2 separate regions of the Mus musculus genome follow, and region 2 is linked to region 1. The links are chromatin contacts, called in public Hi-C maps. All regions are on one chromosome and are shown on one strand. Each heading gives the region's core, a stretch centred on a gene start, on an enhancer-like site or on the middle of the called end of the contact. The rest is flanking DNA. Distances are from core to core; before and after follow the strand shown.

Region 1 (7,685 bases), core at 1,302-3,801:
GACAAAATTAATTATAAATTTATTTGCTGCATAGTACCTTTATTTGATGCAAATGTTTTGTTTCCTCCTTTTCAACAGATTCCCAAGGCATAATATCTTTTAAATTTTTCCTAACAAATATAATAGCATTAAAGGATTGCCCATCTACCTTGTTCATCGCTCTGTTTGAAATTGCTAATACATTTCTCCCCACTTTTGATCATGAATGAATTTTTAAAAGACCTCCCAACTCTCTTTTGAAGAGAAAAGAAAAAAAAAAACTTAGGCTACCAAAAGAGCAGTCACTCTGTTCTTTCTGTTAAAATAAAATGAACTAGAACGGGTTGTTCGCAGTTCCTGTCTTAGAAAGTGTAGAAGTCTAACTAAAGAGCTGAGCACAGAAGCTGCTGGGAGCGTTCACAGATACCTGATTTTACAAGTTTTTGTGAAAGAGCTCGCCTGTAATGTGTGTTACTCCACCATTTATGAGGGTTGTTTGTCAAGACAAAATATAAGGCGCCTCCTCCCCACAAATTAAAGAATCAAGTTACAATCCATTATTTCATTTCTGATTGTTTTTCTTGGTAATAAGTGGGAAAGTGGATACTGGATAAAAGTCTTCATGGAGCTAAAAAGACTCCGACATTAAAGGCTCCAATTAGCTATAAATCAGTTGTCTTTCCTACTGGGGTAGAACAAGAGAGAGAAGAGAGGGGGTGGCTAGAGAAAAGGAGAATTGGAGGAGCTTCCAAATGAAATTCTGAAAAAAGATATCTACTGCAGACTTTCAGGGGCTGTTAAGATAATCTGATCAAAAGTAAGTGTAAAACAAACCCCCGGAATCACGTGTGGATCTTGCCTTTTAAGATCTCTAAAGCGCATCTGAAGAGGTTAGGGACCCTCATAAAACAAAACTTTTATGTGCAGGCTTCCCTGGCTTGTTCCTAAACCCGGAGATGTGCCACACACTGGCACTATTGTTATGCAAACAATGCCTAGAGGGCTATAACCATTAACGACCTCTCATTAAAATGGCTTTCAAAAATTTGTCACACCATCTAAAAGCTAACAGGTACATTAAATCCACATTCAAAAATACGAATCCTACAAATCCTTATTCTGAAACTCAATGCAACAAAAATTCAGAAACGATGTTTTTGCATTTCTCTTTCAACCGTAACAGTTGTCACATGCGAACAACTTAACTTCTCTGCTTTTCGCGTATAGTGTAATGCCCGCGATGGAACACTTATCAGCTGTATCGTGTGCGCGCGCTGCAGTTAACTGGCGAGAGTTTGCGGTAGGAATGAAAATCAAATTAAAAAAAAAAATTCTAAAATGAACTCTCAAGAAGTGTGGCTTTAAAGGCTACAGTCGCCTTTTTGCTATAACATTCAATCCCTTTGTGTATGTATTTCACAAATTTCCCCCGTGGATTTTTTTTCCCTGAGAACGGTGGAGTGGTAGGGGATCAAGTCACATGGGGCAGCAGGCGTGTATTGCTTTTTAATGCAGTTTAACAACAATAATTCGTGCTTGACAAACTAAGATGTCAGAATTCGTTAGGAAAAAAATCATTAGGCTTATCAGTGCAAAAGTGAGCTCGCTAATTTATGTGACTTGAGTTATTTTCCCTTTTTCTAAAATGTCCATTGCCTACAAAATCCCGAGGAAATCCTGGCATAGACCTACTGCGTCTCGGCCAGGTCCCCGCGAAGTCTGTGGGACTCCGGTCCTGACAACCCTTCAGCGACTCCGCTCTGAGGGAAGATAAGCCCGCGCGGCCGCGCACCTCCGGACCCGAGGGACCGCGGGGCGACACCGGACCGCAATGCCACCCTGGCGGTGAACCCCACTCTGCTCTGAGACCGAGGGACAGGGAGAACTGCACCCCGGTGGGCTCTGAGGAAACCCAGGGGAACACCCTCCTCAAGCCAGAGCCCGGACTGCTCTGAGGAGACCTGGGGGACCCCAGAGCCAAACTCCATTTGCTCTGATAAAACTTGGGGGCTCGCACAACCGGACTCCGGTCTGCCCTGAGCTCTAAGGGACCCCAGAACTAAGCCTCGTTCTGCCCTAGGGACATCTAGGACCGGACCCTAGCCGGCTCTAAAGAGTCATAGGGGACTCCAGAACCAGACCCAGGTCTGCTCTGGGAAATCCCACCTCCCCAGGCAGTCCCGAGGTCGTCACCACCGTCCGCCGCCGCTGGCGATCCCCGCGCTGCCTTCTGTTTGGGACCGGTTCTCCCAAGACGCTCCCTAAACCGGGGCGGGACTTGAGAAGCCCGCATCGCGGTCCCCGCGGAGGCGCGGAGATGACAGGCGACCTCCGGGCCCCCGGCCTCTGAAGGGATCCAGAGGATGCTTCCAGAAAGCGTCCGCCGGACGGCTTTACCTTGGTGTACTTGATCTCGAGGTTGGGCGTGGGCGACGGCAGGAGCTGCAGCGAGGCCATGAGCGCGGCGGGGTCGGCCTTCACCTCGCCCGGCATGGCGATCTCGCTGGAAGTCATGGGCGGCCACGGGTGGGTGTGCGCGGGGCGCTGCGCGGCCGGGGCGCGCTCGCTGTATATAGGCAGGTGTCAAGCGGGGGGCGCTTCTTATTGGACGTGCGGCCCACAGGCGCGGGGGGCCGGCCCAGGAGGACATTTGCATACGGCCGCGCGCGGCGCCCGCACGGTCAAGTCCGCGGCCCACGCTCCCGCGGGCGCGCCCGGGGGGGCCTCGACGGCCGGAGCGCAGCCTCGGCGGGACCGCGCTGGCCGATGGCAGCCCCGCGAGCCTTAGCGCTGGTCGGCCGGGAGGAGAGGCGCCCGAGCCGCGGCCCCGCCGAGCCCCGCGCCCTTCCTAACACTCGCTCTTCTCCTCCCCCGGGGTCCCGAGCAGCCCGAAAGAGCTTTCGCTCAGCCTTCCGCGTGGCGCGAGGGGCGCGTGGCCGCTGGGTGGGGTGATAGATGCTCCCCACACTCCCAAGGAGAACCTTCTGGAACCGCCGACGCCGCGCTGGCCCCCACCAGGCTTCTCAGCCCAACTGCTGCCCTCTGCCGGCCCCGCGGCCTAGTTGTGCCTGAGGCCGTGGGCTTCATCTGCCTTGGGTTGCCTGGATATTCCAGGTCTTGATGGTCTCCTTCCAGCCCTTTCCTTTCCTCTTCCCATCCACACCGGGAAACACTTGGGATTTTCTGTTGCTCTTCCTGTCAGAATCTCCGGGTTGAGCTTCCATCTCCATCCCTTCTCGTCTTACAAGCAGCCTTATAGTTGAGTAAAGATGGGCGCTGATCAGGAATCAGTAGCCTAGACAGTTCACTCCAGATAGCGTGGGAGAATCATTGGACCAATATCACGAGCCCATATAGATAGCTCTTTATAGGGCTTTCTGCCTCTATCCCCATGAAAATCCCACAGCCTTATCCAACCTGACTCTTCCTGTTTTTCTATGGAAGACTCTCAACTCCCAAGCAACTGCTTCGCTCTTGCTCAATCATTTCTTTGCATGTTGTTCACTACAAAACACTTACTTTAGATGTGTTCATTAACTAAAATTCCGTAAATGATTGGTGCTTAGATTCTGTGCAGACAGAATGCTGTTGTCTTAATTGAATTTGTGAGACAAGTTCCAGGCTCCGAGAACTCTTTATAGGGTATCTGCCTAAAGTGACCGAGCAAGCACTACGTCGTCGTCCTAGAGCAACAATACAGCCTAATTTAGGCAGTTGAAAAATTCCTATTCACAGGGAACGTTTATGGCCAAAGAGTGTGTCTTAATAACCGAATATACTCCTAAGAATCGCCTTTATTTAAGCTGTAGAAGACTGAGAAAGAATAAGAAGAATGGTGGGGAGGTAGCTCTGTAGGTAGAGTGCTTGCCTAGAACGCTGGGTTTAGTTGCCAGCACCACCTTGAACTGGGGTAGAGATGCATGCCTGTAATTCCCAGCATCCCACTGGATGGAGGCAAGAGGATTAGAAGTTCAAGTTCATCCTCTCTTACAGGAGAGAAGGAGCGAGGGAGGAAGAGAGGGGGGAAGGGGAAGGGGGTACAGAGGAGGAACGGAGGGAGGGACAGAGGAAGGGAGGGAAGAGGGAGGGAGGGAAGGAAGGAAGGAGGGAGGGAGGGAAGGAGGGAAGGAGAGAGAGGGAAGGAGTCTGTTGGGGAGGAGGATGATCTCAGGGTTTGGTGAAGGAAGAGCAAACACCCCAGCAAAAAAAATAGTTTTTGGTGCTGTTCTTTGTTTTGGTTTATTGTCGAAGTTGTTGTTTGAGGTGTTTTGTTGTTGTTCATTTGTTTTGTTCAAAGGTGTTTTCCCCATCTTCCAAGCAGGGCACCATGCTGGAGGTCACTTTAAGACAAGATGAAGAGCCTTGCTCCTGGGTAAGCTCACCACCTTTCCTGTAGATCTATAGATAACTGTCTGTAAGAGGGACAGCTCTCAAAAGTGGAGCAAAGACAAGACCTTGGTGCTCCACCTAAGTGGGAGGCCGGGTATCTAGGGAAGCTGACCTTTTGCCCTGCTTGTGGCTAGGGAAGTGAAACTTCACTGGTAGAGGTGGGAGCACTGCTGCCTCCGCAGAGGCTGCTGCAGCAGCAGCAGCTGAACAGAACTGTTTGGGAATGTTTCAGGGAGCATCGGCTGCAGCTGGAAGAGCAGCAAACGAGGCTGGTAAGTCAGTTAACTCCAGGTTGTGGGAACCTTAATGCTTCTGGGGAACTTAATGATGGAAGTACCGAAAAGCCATTAGAAGTCTTTGAGGAAGAAAGAAAAGGGGGAATCTTGTGGGCCGGATGGCTGAAAATGGTCTGGAAGGAGTGTCTGAAAGCATAAGCCAGAATTTGCACTTTTGACCCAACTCTTCCATTTCTTATTTGCTACCTGCAATTGGAAAGGCCAGTCAGTATGTGGATCACAGGATTTATCAACGCTTGATGCAGATAAACTGAGTTCTATCTTGGAAGGTAAGGGAGTGTGTCTTGACTTAGCATCTCTGGTCATCTCCTAGGTCGTGCTCAATGACAGCTGGTTTGAATTGTTCCCTCATGGCCCCTTTCCCTTAACACTTTGTAATTAGACAGTGAAGTGATCAACACAGGACCAGAGTCTTCTATTTCCCATCTGCCTTCCTCGGGTCCAAAAACAACATGAGGCACTAAATTAAAGCATTCCTATTGGCTGATATGAGCGAAAGTACTGTAGCTGTCTACTCCCACCAGTAGACGAAACTTCCTTACCTTCTCTGGGTACAGAGCACATTTTCTCTGTAAGTTCTGTTACTTGTCCCATCTTTTACTATGCATGTTTACATTGAAGCATTTGCACAAATGCTTTCCTTCCTGTATTTAGACTGGAAACCCCTCCAAATCTTTTTTTTCTTTTTAGATTTTTTTTTATTATTTATTATATGTAAGTACACTGTAGCTGTCTTCAGACACTCCAGAAGAGGGAGTCAGATCTCGTTACGGATGGTTGTGAGCCACCATGTGGTTGCTGGGATTTGAACTCAGGACCTTCGGAAGAGCAGTCGGGTGTTCTTACCTGCTGAGCCATCTCACCAGCCCACCCCTCCAAATCTTACACTCAAGATTATAGCCTCCTTTGGACTAACAGCTTCACTTCAAGGTGGGAACAAAATTTAGCAGGGAACAGAATATTGTAGCCATGATACTTCTTTAGTCTACTTGTTGTAGACCCCCAGGATGTATGTTCCTCCATGTTCCCTCCTCTCCATATCTCTCCTCAATGTTTTCTTTCTTTTTTCCTTTTTCTTTATCATCTTGTTTTGCCAGTCTCTTTTCCTCTATAATTTTGGGAAACTGTCTTCCTATTGCTAAGTTTTTGGTCTTTGCCGCTGATTTGGTTAAACATATTTTTTCCCACCCTTACAACATTTCTCCTCCCAACCTCCCCAATCTGTAATTATTTATTGTTTAGGATACATCTCATCTGAAAACTCCTGCACCAGGTAACCTAAGCTACAGAATGCTGTTTCCTTGTGAAAACAATTTATTAGGCCCCGTGGAACCAATATCCTGGAGTTGTAGAGGAGAAAAATAAATTCTTGCCTCATATTTCCTCACCTGAAACATGGAACGCAACGTTGTAATTTCGAGGCCTGGGTTTTATGTGAAGGTCGTCTTTAAGGGATACAGCCATAACAATTTGGGCTGCATAGCAGACGCTTTTAAGACTATGCAAGTATTTATTAAGAAGTGTGCTTTCTAAATCAACAAAGGAACTGAGTGGGACCTAAAGATTCCTCTCCAGGAAGGTACCTTTGTCTCAATGATAGCTGGGACATCGAGCCTCTATGTTCTGGAAGAGTCTCTGTGTCAGATGGCCGGCTTAATGGCCTTCCCATTTCCATCACTAACCATGTTGACAGCCTACCTTTTCCAACTGATATGCTGGCATTGTAATTTATCTTCAAAAAAATAAATCACATGTTATAGCCTTTCTATCATCTGGGTTAATCGAATCAGTTCCTTAAATGTCTTTAAGTCTAATGATTTGAAAGAGGCACATTGTTTGAAATATTAAAAAAAAAAAAATCAGGGCTCTTGGGTTGTATGCAGAATGATCTCAGAGCTCATTTCAAACCTAAGTGTCTCCTAATGGTCTCATCCATCTCCAGTGGGATGGGCCTGGCCACTTTATTTAAAATGTTTCCTGAAAACTCTAACGGACAAGCTTAACACAGAGTATATTTAGAGTGAAATACATTTTATTCATTAACAAGAGCTTTTATAAAGAGCTTTACCTATTTTTATCCAGAAATGTTTAATGAAGTATTTTGGACCTATTATGAAAATTCTATAAAACAAATGCACTTATTTAACATCAATATTAACTTTTTTATTGGCCATCTAAACACCCATTTAATTAGCTCTTCCTCCTAATGCCCAGAAGAGGCTGAGATTGGACCATTTATTAGCTATAAAAATTCTCTAGATATTAACTCCCTCGTTCCTTACTGTGGCCTCTGGTCACTGTATTCCATGGAAAGGATGATCTTCGGCTGCAGAACGTGGGTGACTAGCTGGTTATGACTTCAATACAGAGCACAATACTTTCCTTTTGAAAAGGGTCCTCCATGTTTGGGGGACTCCAGGAGATGATTTTAAAAGTGGGTTTTGTAATACCCATTTCTACTTCATATACACATGACAGTGAGTCATCAAGGTATACAGTTGAGCTTTGTGTTTTATCAGTAACCACCCTTTAAAAGAGGGAAGAAATGAAGATCCCAGCAGGCAATCTTTTCTGCCAGGCCTGAGGAAAATGGCATCAGCGCCCTCTGCAGCTGATGGTGTGTATGTGCAGGTGAATAAGAGTTTTAAGGTTCCTTGTGTTCTGTCTGATGCTAAGACGTCTTACTAGAATTTCATTTGAATTAATTTGCAGGAAAACATCATGGAGATTCAGAAACATTTTAGACAGAAGATGGTTTAGAAGGAAGACTTTCATTAAAATATCTTAAAAAATAAAATTTGCCATAGAGAATATACTTAGAACCTGCTCACATCGACTTTTAGAGACAGAGTTGTGTGAATCACAGATTAGCCACAACTACTACATCGATATCAGGATAGGAGATTTTTACATTTATATTGTGTTGGGGGAGGACTGTGAGCGCACACTCCATGTTGTGCGTGTGAAGGTCAGAAAGCAGCTTTCGAAAGTTGCTTTGGTTCTCTCCTCCCACCCTGTGGC
Region 2 (7,685 bases), core at 3,420-5,919, 180 kb before region 1:
GGAAGCGAGCAACTGTAGAATGTTTTGGCGGTGTTCTCTCAACTCTCAGAATGAGTCTTCAGGATGTGGAGGAGGAAATGGGATCATTAGAACAGGGTCACTTCCCTAAGGCCAGCTGACAGCTGAAGAACTAAGATTAATTCGGACTTTTCTCTTTCTGGAATTTTCTGTCAGACTGGGTTGAGAAATCTGGGAAGTGTCCATGAGCTTCAGCGAAGTGAAAACTGATAGTTATTAATTTTGAGGGTAATGAGTTTGTAACGTGTCTGAGAGCTAAAAGTCATAGGAGTGTGAGGTGTCAACTCATGCTTCCTCAGTCCATGAAGTCTACCACTCCCTCTTCAGACCAGAAACCTTGCCATATCTGGGAGTATGGCCATGGAGAGGGGATGGGTTGGGTTCTGACTTCCATGGGCTCCTGTCCTCTTCTCTGTCCTCAGTGAATTTGCAGCCATCCTGAGATCTTCTCTGAGCTGAGCCCAGGGAAGCCGCGCTGGACTGCAGGAAAGCTATAACTTCCCTCAAGTTACAGCTAGTCCATGTAGCTGAGAGTTACATTCCAGATGACCCCAAGGATTCCAATGCCCCAAGGGATGGGCTTAGTCTCTAGGTGTGGGGTTCCCGTTTTTCCCCTTTGGCTACTGTCCTTCTTCTGGAGGGGTTGGGAGCCAGTGAGGGGAAGGCACAGAACCAGACAGCAAATATTCAGGCTTTGTAAAAAGAAGCCATAAACAACACAGAAAAGAATAAACATGGCTGTGTTAAAACAAAGCTTTGCTTAGCTGGTGGGTTGTAGTTCTCCAGGCCCTTCTGCATGCTGACAGGCTTCCTACGGTCCCCAGGTGAGCTGGAGATGTAGTGCAACTGAGAGCTTGCTTTGTACTCAAGGCCTTGGTTCTATTTCTAGGACGGCACCAACCAAGTATGGTGACATAACCTGTTATTCAGAAGACTTTAGAGGTGGAGGCAGGAGGACCAAAAGTTTAATATCATCCTTGGCTACAGAGTCAGCCTGGGTCAGCCTGGACTACATGAGATCTGGCTACAAGACAGAATCACCTCCCCTCAACCCCACAGTGATTCATCACTTTGTATCTGTTAAGATGGCTACCATCAAAAGAGTAGAAATATACATGAGGTCCTGTATCCAGTCCCCAGCTTCTGAAAAAACAAATAAACAAAACCCCCAAAATAAAAACTGGAAAAAATCAAATATTGGAGAGGATGTGGAGAAAATTACTATATGAAATTCAAAGTGTTCTATTCCCTTAAAATCTGCACAGTAGTTCTTTATATAACTAAAAACAGGGCTACCTTATAAGATTAATTATATAGTCACACTTGTAGATTATTCCCCAAAGTCAAAAGATCCAGGAAGAAGCAACTCAAATGCCACTTCCCCACCCCAACAGAGGTGCAGGGAGGCAGGTGGTGGTATACCCATTCAATGGGATTCTGACACATGATACAACATGGACATTACTCAAAATAAGCTATATGCAAAGTGTAAATACTGTATATAAGATATGGAGACCAAAAAAATAGAGTGGTGTTTCCCGGAGGCTTGGGGGAAGAAGAACGGGGAGCTATTATTCAATGGGGTGGAGTTTCAGTGCTGTGAGGTACAACATACCCTAGAGATGAAAGCGGGTGCTGGTTACGCAGCCTTAGGAATGCACCTGCTGTCACTGAGATGTCCACGTCCACTGTTAACATAGTAAACCATGTGTCAGGTGTGTTTTACCTCAATTAAGAACAGGAAAAGCTTCAAGTGATCCTTAGGGGCTGAGGAGACCGTTTAGTCCATAGACTGCTGTGAGCAAGTATGGGTTCCAAGTTCAGATCCTTAACCTCCATGTAAAAAGCTGAATATTGCAGTGCATGCCTGCAACTCCCAGCACCTCCATAATCAGGTAAAGCACACAGTTCCATTGCACAGCAGAAGAGCATCCAATGCCCAAGCTCCTGCAGTTGGTGCGGACTCACCGAGCACGGACAAGAGGCTAGGAACCCCGAAGGAGACTGGCCATGTCCACTCACCACTCCCAGCACACGGGGTGGTGTCTAGTCTGAAGGCAGAGGTAAAGGGTCTGACCACATGGATAGAGCATGCTGATGCCTCATATAAACCAAAGAATGAAAGAACTGAAAGTCTCAATTCTCCAACATAGACCTGTAAATAAAGAGGGAGGGTAGACCGTGCTCTGGGGTATCTTGCTTCCTTGTCTGCCCCTCTCATGTAGTGGCAGCCGGAGAGTTTGCGATGATTCTTGTTGGGTATCTGGTAACAACAATGAGAAAGGTAACTAATGTTCCTTTGTCTTCTACCCAGCTAGTCTTGCTGAATTGGTGAACTTCAAGTTCAGTGAGAGACCCTGATTGAGCAAGAATATACCATGCTGATCTCTGGCCGCTACATACATGCTTGCTTATATATGTATACACACACACACACACAGAGAGAGAGAGAGAGAGAGAGAGAGAGAGAGAGAGAGAGAGAGAGAGAGACAGAGACAGAGAGACAGAGAGAGAGAGAGACAGAGACAGAGACAGAGAGAGAGAGAGAATGATGAACACTTCAGTGTTGAAGAGCTGAGCATGCCTTTGGCCTGAGTTGTTGTTAAAGGCTGAGACAGAATTGCTTGAATCTAGGAGTTTGAGTCTAACATGGCCAGGATAGCAAGACTTGATTTCTGTACAGGGCTGGGGAGAAGAAAAGGAAGCTGAGCCACAGGAGTGGAGTCCCCTGCATGGACACAGTGACCTGCTCATCTCAAGGAACAGTCTCCATTGGAAAACACTTTAAGCTGCTGATGCCTGGCATTGTGCAATGCACTGGGTTGTGGCAGGAAGCAGGGTAGGTCACTGTGTCATGATGCTCCCATTCCTAGGCTGCAGGGCAAAACCACAAAATCAAGAGCAAAACACGGTGTGTTTTTAAATTGGGAGGAGTCTAGAGGGGATGCAGGTGACATTAGAGAAAAGGGCAGCAGCAATGCTAGTGTGATTAGAGAAGAAGCAACTTGGTGCCACTCAGGGAATACCTTCCAATCCCTTCCCCTTCCCTCCCATGCTCTCCTTCCCCCTCCGCTCTTCTCCCCTTCCCTCCTCTCCCCTCCCCCTTTCCCTAACTCACTCTCCCCTTCCCTAACTTACCCTCCACTCCCCTAACTTACTCTCTTCTCCCCTCCTCTTCCCTTCCCTTCTCTCCCCTCCCCTCCCTTTACCTTTCTCTAAGGCCCCTCCCCTCCCCCTCTTTCCATTTTGTCCCCTTCTCCCTCCCCTCTTTTCATTTCTCTCCTTTCATAAACGGGCTGTGAAGCTTCCACTGCAACTAAGGAGGAAGAGGCCACAATAAAGGGAGAGAACCCTACAGTAAAGACACCCACTGCATGAGACGCCAGTGGAAAGAGCTGGAAGAACGGAGGGAGGCTAGCAGGCCAAGTAGGGCAGGAGAGGCGTGTGAGGAGGGCTAGCACCCATGGTCCAGAATGGGAACTCGATTCCAGGGGCTATGTAAGTCTGTGAAGATTTCTCCATCTAGTGTCCAGCCTTGCCTCCCCTCTCCTCCCCTCCCCTCCCCTATGGAAATCTCCCAAGGGAAAGATCCCTAGGGCTGGTCACAACTCACCTCTGCAAACCATTTCTATTACCCATATGGAAAAAATCTAGCCAGCATATTTGAGAAGTTATAGGATGTACATAGTTTTTTCAATGTTTCTTTTAGGGACCATAAACTTTCAATTTTATGATGAGTTAATATTGATTCTGGGCTGTAAACAGCGGGGCCAGTTTGATTAGAAGAGTGGCAGTTTAGTACCAAAAAGGGGATAAATGCTTTCCCTTCTGGTCTTTCCCTCTTTTCCCACTCTTTCCTGTCCCTTCCAGCCCCACTTCCTCCTCCCCCCCAGAATCATAACATACTCAGATCTAATGTCCAGCTCATCCTCGGAGGTCAGTATGGCCTCCAAGGGTGTCCGTGCACCCCTTGGAGCTCACAGTCTGAAGCCAGGGACAGATTTCAGTTTGATGCTAGCTTTAAATTTAGCCAGGTCCTCCACATCAGAACGTCCTGGGTGGGAAAGGACTCCTGAAACCCACTAGAAGTTAACTGATCCCAGCTCCTCCCTTCCCCTCCCCAGCAACTCTCCAGGAACCTAGTATTTATTTGCAGGGCCCACAACAGGAAGGCCGGAAGCAGGGAAGTGCTGGAAGCGGGGAGTGACAAACTCACATTCTAAATAGAACAGTATTGAAGGAAAAAGAAAAGAAAAGAAAACCCAAATCACTCCCTCAAATGCCAAACAGCCCCTCTAGCAGGAAATGATAATTGGCTTTAGGAACGTACACCGTTTAGGGGAGTGCACCGGGCGGGTGGCTGAAACCTTGGTGTGAGGCCGGCAGGCTAGCAGAGAAGGGGCTGTAGGTGGATTGACAAGTTCCCCTTCCCTAGACTTCCGGGGTTGTGCACCTAGTTTTGAAATTTTCCAGGACATCCCAGGAAGGCAGAGATGTCAGTGGCTTGCACATGTAGGCAGGTGAAGGGGAGGACGGACACCAGACATTTTGCTTCGTGACCGCTCCAGTTAGAAGCTGTACTAGGCGCACATTCCACTAGGTGCTCCATGCTCTTTAGTCTCCAGGGTTGTTTATTGAGTCAGTCCTGTAGGCAGCCTAGGGCTGTGGCTTTGGTCATGTTCTGCTTCCAGATTGAAGAGTGTCATGCAGCTGTGGATCAGAGTGACCTGCCCTTTGCAGGAGGGGCAGAGAAATGACCGATCTTGCCCTGAGTCTGAATCAAGAATAGAGTAACAAAAATCCTGACAGACGTTGGAGATGGTCTTTGGAGACTCCCCCGCAGAGGAAACTGCCTGGAACCTTGGGGCAGCTGGTATTCAAAGCAGCTGACCAGGCCTCCCTCATCTCTGAGCTGCTGCAGGGTCATCTGATAAATCCATGACTGTGGCTTGCAACCAAGGACCTTTGATGTCAAAAGGTGACCAGGACAAAGGGGCTGGATGGAAATGAGAGCTTCTGCATATAGAATAAAGCACAAATTCACTAAGCTGCAGTCTCGGTTTCTTACACTCAAAACCTATTTTTCCCTCCTTAGATCTTCTTGCTTAAATTATGCAAATAGACCTCTTTTGGTCTCTTCTTGTCTCCCAAGAGACTGCCAGCATCATTACTTAGACTGTTTCCCAACTTCTCTGGAACTGTCAGTATCCTTAGCCTGGTAGATAAGGTCTGTCAACATCTGGTACCATTCTGACCTTGTAGCTTGCTCCTGATATCCTTAGATATCTAAGGACAGATTGAGTGGGATAACTTGCCTTTTCTTAGCATTAATGGGAAGGATCTGCTTCCGTGCCTGTGTATGCCCCACCCTCTCCCAGGACTATCTCCCCAGGCTTCTGTGTTCTCTGGAAGTTCTGTTTCGTTGGGAAGAATTCAGTTGGAATAGAATAGTGAATGTGAAGCCATTCCTGGCCATCTAGCAGGAATCAAGCTGGTCTCCTTCTGTCTTCCTACAGTTCCATCTTGTACAGTTATTTATTCCTCTGTCTTGACCTTGAGCTGGCATTACCCCTACCATACATACACCATGTATGCTCAGGAGCCCATCCAGGAGTCTGTGAAGGTCAGGATAGGTGTCAGATCCCCTAGGACTGGAGATATAGGAGTTTGAAGGCATGGGTGTTGGGAATTGAACCCAGGTACTCTGCAAGAGCAGCAAGTGCTCTTAACTGCATCTATCTCCACGCCTGCCTCTCCCCCATATGCCTTTTTGAATAAATGTCTTGGTGATAGTCTTAGATGGGATTGATGGAGGAGACTCAGAAATCAAAGAAAGCAGAAGCAGGCAGGCATCTCCAGAAGCAGAATTGTTTTTAATCAGAACAACCAAAGGACACTGGTCTCTCTGTGGGAGTGGAGCTAGGTCATTAACCCTTCAGGGCCTGTACTTCTTTCACAAGGCTTTGTAACAGGCGGCACTAAACAAATTCACTCTGAGTGACTTATTTGCCAGCTCTGGTCGATAAGAGTAATTAGTTGGGTTGGTTTCATCGAAAGTCAGTCCTCTCACCTGCAGTCTCCTTGTGAGTCTGCTTAGCAGGGCATATCACCCGAGTGTCCCCTCCTCCTCTCCCTCTCACATGGTCCACCCAGTTTCCAGCACTGTGACTAACTTATGGAAGAAAAGAGACGTACAGTTGAGTGAGTGCCTTTGTCCTTTTGTGCTCCTTCTGGGGTGAGTCCTGATTCAGACCCACTTCTGGAGTTTGTGCAACAGCAGAAAGGTTCCCTCCCCCCCCACCCCCTGTCCCCAACAATACAACTGAATGTCTAAAAGCTACGACCCCCCCCCCAAACTGTTCCACAAAATATGTTTTCTTCTCCTTGCCAAGTATGCTTTCATAGCCGGCATTTCCTCCCCTGACTCCCTCTAATGATGTGTATGTGTGCTTGTGCATGTGGAAACTCAGGGATGATGGTGGGGACCATCGTCATTAGCTCCTCCACCTTCTGCAATGAGGCAAGATCTCTCAGTCAAACCCAGAGCTCGTCGGTGTGACTCCTTCTGCTGTCTGGCTTACTCTGGATACACTGTGTTTCTGGCAAGGATGACAGACAGTTCTCTCAGTCTACCTGGCATGTAAATGGACTCTGGGGGAACTGAACTCCTGTCCATATGCTTGGGAGGAAAGTGCTTAGCCACTGAGCCATGTCCCTAGCCCCTAAACTTGCCCTTCTTTTCCTTCTAGTCTAGAAATAGATGGCTCAGGAAAGACCTCTGTAGACTTGCAACCTCCAGCCTGCTCATTTCTCATTCTCTGTTGGGTCCATCCTTTAATTGGAAGTTCCTCTTGTATCATAGCTGAAGTGCCCTACCCTAAAGTGCTGTCCTTGGGTACCCTTTAGGGTGCATGTCTCATTGATGCTCCCTGGTCTCTGAAGGCTAGACCGAGGATGAGAGCAGAGGAAGGAGTTCCTGGGTTCTGGGCGTCAGTGAATAATCAGGAAAAATTGTGTGGGCCTCAGGTATGTAAGATCTTTCACTTTATAAAAAGGAGAATGGCATGAGAGAGCTAGAAAGGGCCCAGAATAGGATCCTTCATGCCTGGCTCTGAAGAGTATCCTATTCTGGCTTTATTCTAGAACTCAGTAGACCCATCCAGAGACTAGGCAGGAAAAGCCCTGCCTTGGCTTCTTGAGCTGCCTCCTACACCATAGTGAGCATCAGCACCCAGAGAGCCAAGCATTGTAGCCCTGAGTGAATCAGGGATGCCAGTGACTCTGGATGCCACCCTGGCCACAGGGACAAAAAGCAGCCTCTTTGCAGGTTGTGGAGTTAATCTGAGGCCAATGCTTGGTTGTGGAGGTCTAGATGCTTTTCCCTTTCAGCGCAGTTTTGCCTCCCTTCCAATCCAGGCAGGCGGGCAGGACCCCTGAAGGCCACAGTCACTCGTACCTCTTTGAATGGAGCAAAGCTGGTGGCTGGCACTTTAAAGGAAGCAGAAGAATCTCTGCTAGAAGGCTCTCAAATGGGCTTCTGCACACAGCTGTGGCCGAGCTTTTGAAATATTTGCAGCCTCTGTCTTCCTGCTGTGAAAGCTTTGGCCCACAGCTCAGGCTCTGGGAGCTGTTTGCTATTCTGGGCAGTGGGTGTGCAGATGAAAGGG

What was found. Hi-C and Micro-C count contacts between places; a contact is called where the count stands out from the background.
Region 2: a Hi-C map of uterus shows a contact between it and region 1, with 3 times the contacts expected there. The contact joins the enhancer-like site here to the promoter of Aldh1a2 in region 1. A contact is called at or near these places in 10 of 39 promoter capture datasets (the 3T3-L1 cell line, the HPC-7 cell line, embryonic stem cells and 6 more), 5 of 484 Hi-C or Micro-C datasets (the AML12 cell line, cardiomyocytes and uterus), 4 of 115 datasets of contacts at active chromatin or transcription factors (craniofacial prominence and embryonic stem cells) and 2 of 9 other capture datasets (adipose tissue and embryonic stem cells).

The regions. Positions count from the first base shown.
Region 1 is chr9:71,210,655-71,218,339 of GRCm38.p6, reverse strand. It overlaps Aldh1a2 (aldehyde dehydrogenase family 1, subfamily A2), which reads right to left and starts at 2,551. Exons shown (of 14, transcript NM_009022.4): 1 at 2,377-2,551. The coding sequence starts at 2,493. It overlaps Gm3458 (predicted gene 3458), which reads left to right and starts at 2,954. Exons shown (of 4, transcript NR_110518.1): 1 at 2,954-3,093; 2 at 4,301-4,351; 3 at 4,601-4,640; 4 at 5,907-6,427.
Region 2 is chr9:71,397,000-71,404,684 of GRCm38.p6, reverse strand. No RefSeq gene overlaps it. Among named protein-coding and RNA genes, the nearest start is that of Gm32769, 27 kb to the right of the region's middle. Within about 2 kb of position 4,669, at least 7 of the 459 cell types and tissues checked have an H3K27ac peak or open chromatin away from gene starts, as enhancers often do. A contact at or near this core is called in uterus, where this site is marked.